2 separate regions of the Pangasianodon hypophthalmus genome follow, and region 1 is linked to region 2. Evidence: chromatin contacts called from public Hi-C data. All regions are on one chromosome and are shown on one strand. The core of a region is the stretch at or near the end of the contact, and the rest is flanking DNA. Distances in the headings are between cores, read along the strand shown.

The links. Hi-C and Micro-C count contacts between places; a contact is called where the count stands out from the background.
Region 1: a Hi-C map of liver and muscle shows a contact between it and region 2, with 6 times the contacts expected there. The contact joins the promoter of hoxb8a here to the promoter of copz2 in region 2. A contact is called at or near these places in 2 of 3 Hi-C or Micro-C datasets (liver and muscle and muscle).

The regions. Positions count from the first base shown.
Region 1 is chr13:9,754,678-9,757,720 of fPanHyp1.pri, reverse strand. It overlaps hoxb8a (homeobox B8a), which reads left to right and starts at 1,333. Exons shown (of 2, transcript XM_026916728.3): 1 at 1,333-2,221; 2 at 2,930-3,043. The coding sequence starts at 1,798.
Region 2 is chr13:9,496,690-9,499,739 of fPanHyp1.pri, reverse strand. copz2 (COPI coat complex subunit zeta 2) reads left to right here and starts at 1,299. Exons shown (of 10, transcript XR_008303380.1): 1 at 1,299-1,443.

The sequences.
Region 1 (3,043 bases), core at 84-2,583, 260 kb before region 2:
AAATAACATAGGATCACTGAAATAGGCTTTTGACATGCCGTAACAACCAAGTGCAACAAACAAACAATAACTGTAACTGCTATTAAGCCTTAGAAAGAAGTCATTCCACTCTTATAAGGGAATATATGAATTTCTTTAATCATTTTACTTTCTTGTATGTGTGATAATGCAATACGCCACGTAAATATTAAACAGCACAGTAATCCATGTACAAAAAATCATAGGCATCAATAGAGTTTTTAATACGGTGATCTTAAATCTAATAAAAAAATCGAGATGTTTCAAATTATTTCAGAAATGATATATATGGTAGTCACCTGAATTGAATTAGTAAACGGCTTCATAAAATATTTTCATTAATAAAGGGGAGCTTGAATTCTGGAACAAATCACTACATTATCATTTTAAAAAAAGAATTAACATTCATTCATTTTATTTTATAAAACACACAAAGTTTAATAACTGTGTGCCATATTTTTTCAGTTTTTCAGTTTTATTTTTTTTTCAAATGAACTCATCACGTATATTCTTCCACACTCACCCGTCAGTAATTCCAGTTCAGTTTTCTGACTTCAATTAAGATTGTCTAAGGCTAGACCTAGTATTACGGTATGGAAAACAATGCAAATACCACAGTAAAATACTGTAACATTTCTACTCACTTGAAATTGAACCATGTGAAGCATTTATAGCCTTGGTCGTGGAATCTCATAAAAACTAACAGCTTTTTGACGCATGATGTAAACAATAAACCGGCTAGGCGTTTATTGCATTGTATAGTTTGTTCAGCCATTTACAGAGACATTATTCCTGGTGTGCACTTTATTTTCGCGGTTTTAACCTATTTACAAATGTGTTTTATAAAAACTAAGATGTGTAAGATAAAAATCTTACAGATGACTAGGTCTTTTATTTTAATACTAGCCCCGGCTTTGGGACAAGATGCTTCGAGGAGATGTTTAAAATTTATTGTTGGCTGCTTGTTAAAACTGAAACCAATTAAATTGCTTTTTCTCCCCGCTACTGAAAATATCTTGATACACTTCTCTGATATTTTCAGAGAAGCGAACAATAACTCGTTAGGCATTTGGTTGGTAAAGATTTTTAGCACTTTAGTTTATCTGTGATCAACATACAAAAAGCACCTTCTAATAGGAGTTTTTTTAGTGGTCGAGTTGGGTAGAGGAGGGGTGAAAGATATGTATTTGATCTGATGCAAAACAGCAGATTTCTCATTAACTTACCCGCTTGAATATATTAATGGGCATATTCTCCCCTCCTCTGCCATACACCCCCCCCCCCTTCACTTTTGTGCTCCCTCGCTCCCCGCCGTACCCTCTCCCTTTCTCCTTTACTCTCATTTTCATTCTCTGTCTCCCTCCGTACCAGAAGCGCGAGAAGCGGTGGCCGTGTGGGGACGCAAGAAGCCAGAATAGAATGAGGATTCAATAACAGATGCAAATTATCGTGAAAGGACGCAGCAAAATATGACACATATCATTTACAGAGGAGTAAATTACAGAAAACTGTTTGGGAACTGGCTCCCTGCACCCGAACTGTGATGCTGGATCTTCTAAGCGTCGCGTATTCTTGGAAGCTGAATAGCCGTGGCTTTAAAGAGGCTGTTTAAAACGGTATACAAACACAAGTTCTCCCGTTGTTGGACGTTTATTGTGGTCTTTATTTATTTTTGCTTCAGAATAATCGGGTGTGGCTAGACTGTCCCAGGCTCACGTACTAACACAATTCAATATAAAACAACCCCCTCATCAAAAACAGCATCGACTGCAGCAAAACATGAGCTCCTATTTTGTCAACTCCCTCTTCTCCAAATACAAAAGTGGTGACACACTACGCCCTAATTATTACGAGTGCGGTTTTGCGCAGGACCTGGGGACTAGACCCACCGTCGTGTACGGTCCAGGCACAGGAGCAACTTTCCAGCATGCCCCACAGATTCAGGAGTTTTACCACCACGGCGCGTCCACGCTCTCGGCTGCACCTTACCAGCAGAGTCCATGTGCCGTAACCTGCCATGGCGAACCTGGCAACTTCTATGGCTACGATGCTCTCCAAAGGCAAACACTCTTCAGTGCCCAGGACGCCGACTTGGTCCAGTATAGCGATTGCAAACTCGCCGCGGGAGGCATCGGCGACGAGACGGACAACGCGGAGCAGAGTCCTTCTCCTACGCAGCTGTTCCCCTGGATGCGACCACAAGGTGAGTCTCTCCAGACAAACCACGCAGACAGTTCTTTTAGCTTGTGTATTTGTGTTGCCGGGAGAGGGAATAAACTTACTTCTCAGGGCAATTTAGTTAGTCTGAGAGCCACATTTCCTGTGTGCGTGCGAGAGAGAGCCTATTACGGGTTTTATTGTTTTATGGTGTCGAAAACTTGCGAATCACTTTACAGTTTAATGACCCTACTATAGGAAGAGGAGTGAAGGGGAAAAGCAGAGCAATAGTGAGCAAGCACAAGCTAAAGACGACTCATTCTTTTCCTTCTGTCTCCATGTGCGAGACTCTGGTCCACAGCTGATCTTTCACTTCTCACCTTAGTCAAAGTTTTACTGCAGCTTTTTACGACCTCCAGTTATGCCGGGCCTTATTTCGATACAGGGTGGTCGTTTCACACAGCTTCTGTCTTTTATGGCGCTGCACATGTGACAAGACGTAAGCTGTGTAATGGCAGCTCTGGTATCTTAAATATGTCATAATTTTGAGATGCTTGTGCTTATTCTTTGCAATATCGATTGAACGTTTACAGTAAGCCTACTAATAAAGTTATACTGTTCTTGTAATAGTAGAATAGGGTTAGAAATAGGTTCTTGTCAATACTCAGTTCAAAATACCCTTGTATCACAAACTGCAAATTTACTATACCATCTGAAATATTTCTAACGAGTTTGACCTTGTTTTTCCCAGTAGCTGCCGGACGCAGACGAGGCCGCCAGACCTACAGTCGCTACCAGACACTTGAGCTGGAAAAGGAGTTCCTCTTCAATCCGTACCTGACACGCAAACGGCGCATTGAGGTGTCGC
Region 2 (3,050 bases), core at 50-2,549:
ATACAATAATTATATGCCATTTCAATTAAATGCTAATTTCAAAGGACTTAAAAGTATTTGTAGGCCAGTCTTTTGTCTATGTTGATTTGGAAGTGTCTAAGCTATGTTTAGTTAAAAGTGATTGGTGAGTTATAAGTAAGGCAGTCAATCTTCCTAAGACTGCTGTGTACATTTTGGGAGTAGGTGATGAAAGCTACACAGTATGGTTACTACATATTCTGGCTAAATAAAGTGCTCGAATACAAGCGCGCAACACCCCCTATTCAGAAAAGTTGATGTAGCTGGCTTGACGTCTATTTATTGTGTCCTGTAGTCACCCCAGAATCCTCTGTCTCTCTTTTCTGTACACTTATGCTCTGATGATGTTAGCTAATGCAGACATCCATTCTCTGTACTACTTATCCCACACAGGGTTGCAGGGTAACCTGGAGTCTATCCCAGGGGACTTGGGGCACAAGGCAGGGGACACCCTGGACAGGGCGCAAGTGCACACTCACTAATTGGAAATGCCAATTAGCCTGGGGAAAAAACTGGAGTACCTGGAGGAAACTCCCAAGGCCCAGGGAGAGCATGCAAACTCTGTGCACACTGGCAGAGGTGGGAATCAAACCTATGCAAACTCTGTGTATGCAGACAGAGGTGGGAATCAAACCTGTACAAACTCTGTGTATGCGGATAGAGGTGGGAATTGAACCCCCAACCCCAGAGGTGTGAGGCAACAGGGGTAACCACTAAGCCACCATGTCTCCCTAATGTAGACATTTAAACCCTAAAACAGTGATTATAACTATTTTTAAATAGTGTAATATTAAATTACAAAGATACACTGGCGTGTGCCAGTCTAAAGCACTCAACATTTGCCAAGCACTGAGTTACTCAACTACGGCCATTAAAATACTGCCAAGTCAAAAATGCTCATGTGGTAACAGCGTCAGAAAAAGCATACACCAATCGAAGATATTCCTCAAATCCCTGGCCTCCATTAACCTGCAACTGCCGCCATTCTGGTTCTGTGACGGAGTGATACGGCATCAGATTGCAATGGAGTCGAGATCCAAAATGGCGGCGAATAGAACACAGTTTGACTTCCGTTAAATTTTTTTTTTTTTAATTCAAGAAACATGAACATTATCACTTTCGTTCAACTGCAAATATTAAACATTCTACAGTTAAGTGGTATAAACCAGTTGTAAAACAGTCAAAGGCTTCCGTTTACTCGCTAGCTTTAGTTCCACGCACTTCCGTACTAAACGTCACCACACGCAGTGTAGTATCTATTAGAGCATACTATTTAGTAGTTTAGTGCGCAGGGTTGGATTTAGCCATTTTGGCGGATTTGCTCCACCCCCTGTATGAGTCAGAGGTTTTTACGAGCGCTCCAGTAGTGACAGCTCAAAGCTGTCCACGTCAACACTAAACACCACCATGGACTCCGTGGCTCTGGTAGGCTATCTGAGATTTTTCTTTTTCATTCAGAAATATTTATGTTCAGTGTTATGGTGAAAGAACGCACCTGTTGATTAGCCTTTTGCCTTTTTTTCCCCTCAGAAGTGATAATGTTCGCATAGATTACAGCGACAGAACAGTATACAGTGCTGTTGATGGGATTAAAAAGCTATCGTGCTAACATGAGTGTTTTAAACACCTGTAGCTTATTATATGACACAGCTAGACATGTGAGGAGATTATATCCGTCGAAAATGTGTGCTCTGAGGAATTAAATGCATGCAGTGCAACGGAAACGTGTGGATCAGCAGGAGATTGTAACAGATGTTACTTCTCTGAATATGGCACAGCAATAATAAAAAAAATATATTATATTATATATTACAGTATATATGTGCACATAATGAGTATTGTGATGGAGGTGCAGTGCAGTGTGTATGGTGTGATGCTGGGCTTGATGAGCAGTTGTGTAAAGTTGTGCAGCAGTAGTGTGGAGTTAAAGTTGCGCTGTGTGCGCACTGCCTGGTGGGATGCGGCTGCCACGTCCTCTGTCATGGAGCGCCTCAGCACAGCAGTCTAATTCATTCCACAGGTGGATCTCTTCACTGTGTCTCTTCAGAGCTGGGAAAGATTTTCCTTGCTCATTTTTTGTCCTTTTGCACTAGTTGACAGTCAGAGGTTTAGCAAACAGGTCCATATCCATGCACCACCACCATATTATTCTTATTTTATTCTCTCTCACATCCAAACACAGCTATAACCATGGCCTTTAAGCTTGCTGACATTTGTCTTTAAAGTACTACTACTACTATTAAATAAATAGTTAGATAGATAGATAGATAGATAGATAGATAGATAGATAGATAGAACTCTTCTAATGTCCAAAACATTCAGGTCTAAAATATGTAATGTTGAAGGCAAACATTGTAGAAAATATAATTTCTGAACATACAAAATTTACACAGTTTAGGACTGTTAAAATCTTCACATAGTTTTTTAAAAATCTAGATTTCAGCTGAGTCTGGAAAAAAAACTTTATTTTTATTAATTTATTTATTTTATTTATTTTAAAAATTATGTAGAAAGTTAGTACAGATTGAGAAGAGCAAATGGTCTAGAGAGCTACAGAAGTTTACCTTAATTTACACTAAGTTATTTGGAGGTGACGTCCACTTCATATTTTCCTGAAATATATATAAAAAAAGAGCCTTATATTGACTGTCAGTGAGTGTGGACACTATGCAACATACATTTTCAGCCAAGCCAATGTGTAAGTGTACACAGTTCCAAATGCTTTGTCTAATATTCATTAAACCATTTGGGAACGACGGACAGCTATCCCACTGTGGAGCCTCTTTCTCACACTTTTTAGGTGCTCCTGAAAGTAACCTAATCATGACACTGATTGAAACTCTTACAGTAAAAGTGACCTACTCAGTTTTCCTGCAGCCACCTTTCGCCAACATCAGTCCTCCAGGCCCAAGTTCTGTGGTACACTCCGACTCTGGATCAGTGGCAGTCAGTGCATAACAGAACTTTGGTCTGGAGAGATTCTGCAAAATGGACGAGGAGGGGAAAAAAAAAGAAGAACTCTGGACCAGCAA